2 separate regions of the Anser cygnoides genome follow, and region 2 is linked to region 1. The links are chromatin contacts, called in public Hi-C maps. All regions are on one chromosome and are shown on one strand. The core of a region is the stretch at or near the end of the contact, and the rest is flanking DNA. Distances in the headings are between cores, read along the strand shown. Region 1 overlaps ULK2 (unc-51 like autophagy activating kinase 2). Region 2 overlaps NXN (nucleoredoxin).

What was found. A called contact is a pair of places that touch in the nucleus more often than the background predicts.
Region 2: a Hi-C map of liver shows a contact between it and region 1, with 11 times the contacts expected there. The contact joins two enhancer-like sites. A contact is called at or near these places in 2 of 7 Hi-C or Micro-C datasets (both in liver).

What each region holds. Positions count from the first base shown.
Region 1 is chr18:9,237,857-9,242,179 of Taihu_goose_T2T_genome, forward strand. ULK2 (unc-51 like autophagy activating kinase 2) reads left to right here. Exons shown (of 28, transcript XM_048074248.2): 16 at 1,829-1,966; 17 at 3,014-3,159; 18 at 3,714-3,794. Among named protein-coding and RNA genes, the nearest start is that of ULK2, 27 kb to the left of the region's middle. Within about 2 kb of position 1,870, at least 2 of the 3 cell types and tissues checked have open chromatin away from gene starts, as enhancers often do. A contact at or near this core is called in liver, where this site is marked.
Region 2 is chr18:9,338,280-9,342,602 of Taihu_goose_T2T_genome, forward strand. NXN (nucleoredoxin) reads left to right here. Exons shown (of 8, transcript XM_066979758.1): 3 at 267-400; 4 at 860-960; 5 at 1,250-1,356. Among named protein-coding and RNA genes, the nearest start is that of MRM3, 19 kb to the right of the region's middle. Within about 2 kb of position 2,477, at least 2 of the 3 cell types and tissues checked have open chromatin away from gene starts, as enhancers often do. A contact at or near this core is called in liver, where this site is marked.

The DNA of each region.
Region 1 (4,323 bases), core at 620-3,119:
TTTACAAAATGTTATGCCCTGTGATACAGCGTTTTTTTTTTTCTGATTAGATGATAGAACTGCATGAATGGTACCCATAGTTACGCTGTTTTGCGGCAAGCAGAAGAAGCTGTGATGCTTCTCATGCTCCAGCCAGAACAGGCACAATAGGTGGAGGCGGTTCCCTCTTCTGTGTTTAATTCCTAATTTTGTTCTCTAGATCCCACAGATACAAGATTTGCATGCAACTCTGCACACTTCTGTATTGCCTCTTTCTCTAACCAGTAGCAAACCACATCTGACTAGGGGATGCCTAACCAGAACGTGGCTTTGGGCCTGAGCTGGGGAGCCCTGAAGAAGGCCAAGTGCTATACCACCATGCTAACATGGCACTTAGCTCACAGGACCTACCTGTAAGGCTGTGTGACAGCAGGGGAAGGCATATTCCATGCTGAGTACTTTAAAAGTTGAAGTGCCTTCATGGCCTCCTCAGTGGCACTGCTACAGTTTGGATTTCCCCTCTCCAGGTCAGGCCTAGGGAGCCTCCCTGTGCTGCCTCAGCTTGTTGTGTTAGTCATAGCAGGCTGCCTACTGCCTCTGTGTGGTTTCTACTTGTGAGACCTTCTCCTTGTGTGGAAGCTTTCAGGCTTTCCACTGCCTGTGTGGTCACAGCTGCAGATTTGTCCCATCTTCTGCCAGGCTGGCCACTGTGGCACAGCAGACTTAGGACTTCTGTCAGGCACAGCTGAGAAACTTAGTGAGCATGGGTTTAAATTCAGTGAAACTGATGAGGCTGCGGAAAAAATGTTGGTACAGATCTATTGAGGCTTGTTCAAGCTGCCTTTCAAAATTACTCAGTCTCTAGAACCTGGGTGGCAATAAAAGGACAAACTTGTTTTCTTTTGCTAAGGAAGGACCATGCATATTAGGAAGTAGTATTTCATTCTCAGAGGTTGCAAAAGGGATGTGATACAGAGTCAGAAACCAAGATTTCTGTTCAGCTGTATCCATGCAGTAAATGGTGTAACTGCTTGTTTTCTAGAGATTTTAAGTAGGAGTGATAGGACTTTTTTCACATTTCCTCTGAGAATCTCTAATCTTTGCCTGTTTTCTGAAAAACTAATCAATAAGGGGCCTGATACTAAGCTGATTATATTCCCAAAAGTCATTTAGTTCGAAATTCTTTCGGTCTAATTCTTTTAAAAGTGTTGGTGACTGCTTACACTGCGGTGGTTTGATTCCCTTATCAGGCAGTACACTGAGGTAAACCGGGTCACTGACACTTGGTTGAACTTGGGCAATGCTAATCTGCAGTTTGCGTCTGTGGATTAATGTTCAGGTGTGTGGTTTTGGTCATTTTGTCAAGGGTTGGTTACATAACATGTTTTCCTTTTGCAAGTTCACTGTGTCTCATGGGATATCTCTGTGCTTTAGTGGCTTTTGTACACATTCCAACCCCGCTGCTGAACTTCCTGTTCTTAGCACAGTGGGTTTTCCTAGAACGCTATTTTGAAGTGTGGTAAACAGAGCGGGCTGATTGGCAGGAAGTCGGGGGGATCGGTAGATCGCTGTGATGCATGACGAAATGCTTCAGCTAGTACTGCACTCTCAGCTCGATCTGGTACTAGCCAGTATAAGAAAGGTAGGTAGTAACGAACAGTTCTTTGTCTTCCTCTGTGAAGTGTCAGAGCTAGATTAGGACAAGCTAAGATCACACTGCATGTGGGGAGTTTAGAATCAGTTTATTTGTCAGTTTCACAGATTTTCTCGGACTTTTGAGAATGGTACAATTTAGAGAGAGATCTGTCTACCTCTATTTATCTCCTCTCTCCATACCTTTCTACTTCAGGCATTGTCAGCCTTCAGTATCCCCCCGCAGTGAAACAGCACCTATCCCAGTTCCCACTCAGCTCCGGAATTACCAGCGTATAGAACAGAACCTCTCCTCTACTGCCAGTCCTGTGTCAAACCCCCACGGATCACCAAGGTGAGTATTCTAACTCCTTTTGCTTGGTTCTAGTTTGTATTTGTACCTTCACAGATGTCCATGCTTTCTTACTGATGTCATTTTTTTCTGCACAAGACCATTCTAAGGAGGCATTTTAATGATAACAAGTAATAGTCCTTCACAATCTCAAGGTTGTTGAACCGGCAGTTGAAATTCTTCACTAAAACAAAATAAGCTTGTTCTTTTAGGCAACTGCAACCAAAGAAGATAAAAAGACGAAGTCTCGCTTTTTTTCCCTCCTTTGTGTATTATGCAGCATTACATCATAAACTAGAAAGTAATAAATCTTGTTTTCACACATGCAATGATGAATGCGTTGTTCTGTAGAATATCAAGGAAACAGTTTTTGGCATACTAGTTAACCAGCTTGCCTTAATACAAGGCTCTAGTGTGCTAGACTTATTCTATGCCTTGTGATCTACAGGATTGGGATGGTGAAGGTCAAAGACAAACTCTGAGATCTCTGGAGATCTTTTTTTTTTTCTTAAAAAAAAAAAAGGTTCCTTGCTTTTTTTCAAGATCTTTGATTTTACAGTTGTTTCTACACTTGAGGGCATGCCTTTCCCTAAAATAATCTGTTCTCAGTAGCTGCACTTTACACCAGGTCCAATACTTAAAACTTTGTCTTAATCTTTTTTGTAGGTTCCTTCTTTTTCCAACCATAAAAATGAACGTTTGTGTCAATGCATTTCACTCAGTTGTAAAATTCAAAATTAAATGCCTAGTTGTCTGAATATCAGTAATCCATGTACTAAGGCATATATCTGTTTTAAATTTCTCCAGTTAACAGACTGCTATGGCTTTGAAAGCTACGATCGTAGTGGGAACAAAAGGAATTTTATTTTTCTTGTTTTCTGAATGGAAGGCTTAGCTTAAGTTATTACCTTAATAAGCTTCAGCTTCATGGCTTTCTCTGTAAATATCTTTTTTTTTAATTGATCATTATACTCGTTAGGGGATTCTGAACCTCATCTCAAGGATCCACAGTTGCTATAGCATGCATAACCATTCTTTTCATCTTGTTAGAGCTGGGGTTGTGAGACGCTCAAATACTAGTCCGATGGGCTTCATGAAGATGGGTTCCTGTTCTCCAGTACCAGCTGACACTGCGCAGGGTGTTGGGCGCCGGTTATCCACAGGATCTTCAAGACCATATTCTCCCTCACCGCTAGGTAAGCCCATAAATTCTTCAGGAAGGTTTATGTGGAACAGTTATTCAGAACACTAATTCTTGCTTGAAATTGCCTTAAACTGAAATCTGCTCAACTAGATCATGGTTTCACCAGTGCTGCATACAAGAGGACGATCACTCTTCTCTAGCCCTGCTGGCTGCACTTCTCTAGTCCTGGCATTGGCCTTCTTGGCCACCTGGACACGCTGCTGGCTCATGTTCAGCTGGCTGTTGACAAGCACCCACAGGTCCTTTTCTGCTGGGCAGCTTTCCGGCCACTCCTCCCCAAGCCGATACCACTGCATTGGGTTGTTATGACCTAAATGCAAGACCCGACACCCTTATTGAATGTCACACAATTGGAGTCAGCCCATTGATCGAACTTATCCAGATCCCTCTGCAAAGATTTTCTTACACTCAAGCAGTCACATTTACAGCAATCCATTTCTGTTAAAATGGCTGGTAGAAGTAAGATAAATAGGTTTTATTTTCCTTCACCTTCATTTGTGGATGAAGGGTAAAGCATAAATTCACATTTTGATTTTATTTGCTTAGTTGGAACAATACCAGAGCAGCTTGGACACTGTTGCTGTGGACAGCTTCAAGGGCATGAATCGAGGAGCAGAAACTTCTCAGGTGAGAAACTGGGCAAAGCAACCAGTATGATTTTGGTAAAGCTTCTGCAGAGTTCTGAATGTTTCACTTTATCTGTTTCCTGCATTCTATTCCTACTTTGTTTCTTAATTTCAAACGACTGCAGTGGTATTTCTATTTGTAAAATATCACAAATTGCAGCATGTCTGGTTTTCAGCATTTAAATGGATATGGGAAGTTCTTTGCTTCTGGGTGAAGCGAGGTAATCTGTACTGAGATTTTCTAGGATGTCTGTCTTAATGTAGCTTCTGAATGAATTGAGTTACTCTTGCTGTCAGTGACAGCAGGGAAGAAACTTTGGATTGAGAACCCTTCCCAGTGGTGGTGCTGACAATAGAACAGCCACCAAAGAAATTTAAGACTGCTTTCTGAAATGACAGGTTTCAATGCTATGAGACAGACAAGTAGACTGATTTCAAACAGGCAAATTCTCAGCTGGGAATTTAGTGAGGAATAGATGAGTACTCTATTGGAGCTGCAGGCAGAAAGGCTACTCTATAGCACATTGTTT
Region 2 (4,323 bases), core at 1,227-3,726, 100 kb after region 1:
AAAAGAGGTGGCCCCGGGTGTGATGCTGAGCTCGGGGCAGGGCCATGGTGGTGCCCAGGCAGCTGAGCAGCTCTGCGTCCCCCTCAGATGGGGATGAACCTCGGCAGGATGCCTCAGATAGCATCCCACATATCTGTTAGAAGGCAGAATGTTTTTTGTTTTTTTTTTAAGTGGAACTTTTTGAGACTGTAAATGTTGCGTGTCCATCTTGCTATTTTGTGGTGTGATTTTTTTTTTTTTTCCACCCTCATCCCAACCTCCTCTAGGTCTGGAGTTCCCCTGGGGGCCAAAACCCTTCAGTGAAGTTGTTGCGGGGCCTCTGCTAAGGAACAACGGCCAGACGCTAGACAGCAGCGCCCTGGAGGGCTCTCACGTTGGGGTCTACTTCTCCGCACACTGGGTGAGTGGTTTGTGCTCTGCAGAGCAGCTGCAGTGAGCTCAGGGCAGACTTGGAGCTCCGGGCATCCCTTCTGCAACCCTCAGGCAAGGAGTGCAGTCGCTGCCGAGCTCTGCAGGAGGGTGAAGACCTCGGGCTGGTTGGTGGTTAAGCAGTTAAGATGTCCTGGTCCTTTTGGGAGAAGCCAGCAGCATTGCAGTTGCGGGTCACCCTCAGCTGACCCTTCAGAAGGGGAAGAATTTTTAGATTTTAAAAGTGGGAGAGGTTTCCTTGGCAATTTAAGCAGTCAGTGACCTCTTACCATAAGCACCGGCCACTTTCAAGGCTGCTTCCTGGCTCCAGAAGAGAAGAGATCGCGTCTGGCTTTCAGGGATGGCCAGATCGTCTAGACCTGATGGGGTGCGAGCCTGGCCCCGTGAACGAGGTGGGAGACGGCGTCCTCAAGTGCGTGTTGTTTTGCAGTGCCCACCCTGCCGAAGCCTCACGAGGGTCCTGGTGGAGTCCTACCGGAAAATCAAGGAGGCGGGCCAGAAGTTTGAGATCCTCTTCGTTAGCGCAGACAGGTAATGGAGCGGTAACGCTTGGTGCAGGCAGAGCTGCCTGCCCCACGGCAACCAGTCTTGGAGGGTTTGAAATATCAGAAAAAAACGCGGTGCAGACCCCTTCTTGAGGGACTGAGGGCTTTTAGTCCGGCTCTCCCCAGGTTTATGCCTCCTAGCAGCCCTCGCCTGGTGGGTTTGATGAAGTGGAGCAAGGCGCTTGCTGGCCAGGTTTTTAACGAGGAAAAGGGAAAGTAGCGTGGCAGGGAGAGGGGCTACACTCAGGATCCCCTGTGCTGTTCCCGTTGCACAGGTCAGAGGACTCCTTCAAGCAGTATTTCAGCGAGATGCCCTGGGTAGCTGTCCCGTATGCTGATGAGGCCAGACGATCACGCCTGAATCGACTCTACGGCATACAAGGTAGGAAAGGCCCCTGCGGCTCTCCTTTCTGCTGCTTTTGTTGAATATTTGTGATGTCTCCTCTTGTTTAACTAAAACAAGAAAACAGCAAAGCAAAGCACAGTGCCCCAGGCAGAGCTGCCTCATGTTTCTGCTCTCCACAAACTCACATTCCTACCACCTGCCAGGCAGGCTGTTAGTTGAAACAGGACTTCCATAAACAACCTAATTCTTCCTGGAAACTTGGAAGCTGTTTTTGGCTTGGATTTTTTTTGCCTAATTACTGAGTTATTTATTTTGCTTTTTCTTGAAGGTTTAAATTTCATTTTCTTGCTGTTTTATGTAACGCAAAGGCAGGCGATCATTCTCTGCAGAGGCTGGGGAAGATGGCATCTGGTTTATGTTAGTAACATGAATTACAGAAGAGCGCATGTTTGATGTAAACCATGGCTTTGCCTTTACTGTATGTGTCGGTGCCAGAATCCAGCAGCCTCGGCTGCTCGGAGGGGCAGGGGAGAGGCTCACTCTGTCTGGGTGTTTTCGGAGTGTCCTGAATATGATAAAAGCTCCCAGCAGCCCTCCTGGGGACCAGTGTGTTGTTCACACAGGCCCAAGCTGCACAGCAGAGACACGCAAGGTAAATAGCCGTCGAGGAAGCCTTCCATGTACTTCCATGTATACACAGAGTTTCTACCTGTGGTTAAGGGACTGGAAGATAAAGAGCTGCTGGTCTTGCTGCCGTGTGTGTGTTTCTCAAATGTTTCAGTGCAACGTGGGGGAGCGGGGCAGAGGAGCAGGAGTGTTGCCAAAGGTGCCCCCAGGACCCTCCTGGTGGTCCCGCCCTTCTCTATTTGCCTGTATTGCTTTTGCAAAGCCTCATCAGCAGAAGGGTCCTGGAGTGACCAAACCCTTGAGTGTTTGGTTCAGGTTATTCATCCGTGTTGACTTAACTGGGGTAGTTTTGCTGATATGAGCGTTTGGCTGAAGCCCAGTGGGCAGGGGAAATAATCCTCCTTGGAACCCTCCCCGAACACCCCTTCTGGGGTGAGCTCAGGTGCCATCGCTGCGCTCTGTTCTCTGACCTCAAACCAAGAATAACTGTTAGGTAGCTTTAAATAGCCATCAGTTTGCTTCTTAATTACCTTCCCATGAGGCAAAAGCTTTCCAAATCCATCTGTCTTTTTCCCGGCCCGCTCGCAAACCTCTCCAGTGCCGGTTTCGGCTGAGCTCTGCAGGACTGCTGCCAGTTTCACGGGGACTTTCTGTAAATAAGGTGTCCAGACACGGATACTTCAGCACTGAGTGTGCTGTAGCCAGGGAAACAGTGACAACAGCTTTCCCTTTAACTCCAGCCGCTGTCTCCTTAAATGTCTCTCTTTGTTGTGTGCTGACCTGAAAATGTAAATATTTGCTATTCCCCTGTGCCCTGCTCCCTTCCTCGCCGGCACAGCTCCCATATTACCCCTCTGGTTCTGCACGGCAGGGGTGCTTTTCCAGGGACACTGACCCTGGGATCTGGGCGTGTTTGACTGCAAGCCCTGCTTCACTGTCACGGTTTTCCCATGCAGTAGGAACCTCTCTGCAAAGACAAAGTGCGATGCACAGAGTCACTTTGAAACATGGAAGGGGACCGGTTCCTACCCTGTGCGCTGGGAGAGGAGGAAAGGAGGCTTTGGGGGGAACCTTGTGCTGCTTCCTGGGGGCTCTGGGTTGTTGTTTATCCCTGCACAGGCAATGACTCCTCATCTTCTGCTGATTTTGGAGTGATTGTGGGAGCGCAGCGGCAGGCAGGTGCCTGCCGGTTTGCAGTCTGGGCTGCCGCAGCAGGCTGCCACGCTGGCCATGTCCAAAGCTTTCTGCAAGCAGACCTAGATGTCACGGGCTCGTCTCATCACCACTGGTGGTTATTCCACCTAAATGAAAAATCAGCTGCATGTAATCTGATCTGCCTTTCCTCAGACGGGTGGCTCTCATGCTGCCAAACATCACCTAAGCCCTCTGTAACTGCACCTCTGAGTGCCCCCTTTGGAGCTGTGGCTCCGTGCCAGCAGCGGCGTGTAACCTGTTAAATGTCCAAGTGACCATCCGGGTGGTTTCACACAGCGCTGGGTTTCCAGATCGGTGTTACTGATCTCATCTCTGGTCGTCTTTGTCTGGTGCAAAGAAACAACTTCCTGCAGTTCCTCTCTTCTGTCTTTTTAATGGCCCTGCTAACTTTGTCTTTTTCCTGAATCTCCAGTAAAACTTAAAAATGCTACCGTTCACCTCCAGCATCCCTCGGTTTATTTGTTGCTGTGCTTCTGGTTTTGCTCTTCGAGTGCCTGCTTGGCTTTCCCTGTTTCCTGCGAAACTTGGACAACGCCGCGCTGCTCCCCGGAGCTGCCTTTGTTCTCGGTCCTCGCGCCGCGCGTCCGTGCAGCCCTGCCTTCCCTGCTGGCCTCCTGCGCCGGGCAGCCTCTGCGCAGGAGCACGTGCCTTGGGTTGTGCCTGCAGGGTGGGTTTTCCTCTCATTTTTGTGAGGCTGGCGGAGCTTTTCCGGGAGCTGGGACAACAAAAGAACTTGTCTTCCTGCACAGCGCTGAGCTGCTGAGCGGGGAAAGCAGCAAGACGGTCAGACCTCGTGTTGGTTTAGTCCTCCGTTGGCCCCTACAGCGTTCAAAAACTTAGTGTAAGATGTCAGTTGAGTTATTGGCCTTTATTTGGGTTTGCTTGAATGCCTCTATTCATAACCCCGTGCAGGCAGTGGGCTGTGCCATACCCACCTATATTAAATTGCTGCTGGGTGCAGCACTATCTTGAGAGAGAGTCGTTTCTTGTGTCGTGGCTGCTTGGAAATAATTCTCCATTGTGCGCGCTGCTCCTGGGCTGCGTGGTGCCTGCCGTGGATGAAGTCCCCTCTCTCTCCTTGGGGGACCGGGAGCAGTAACAAATACTGTATTTGGGTGGGAATTGCCCCATGTTGTGTGTCTTAGGAGAGATTTGGGGCTC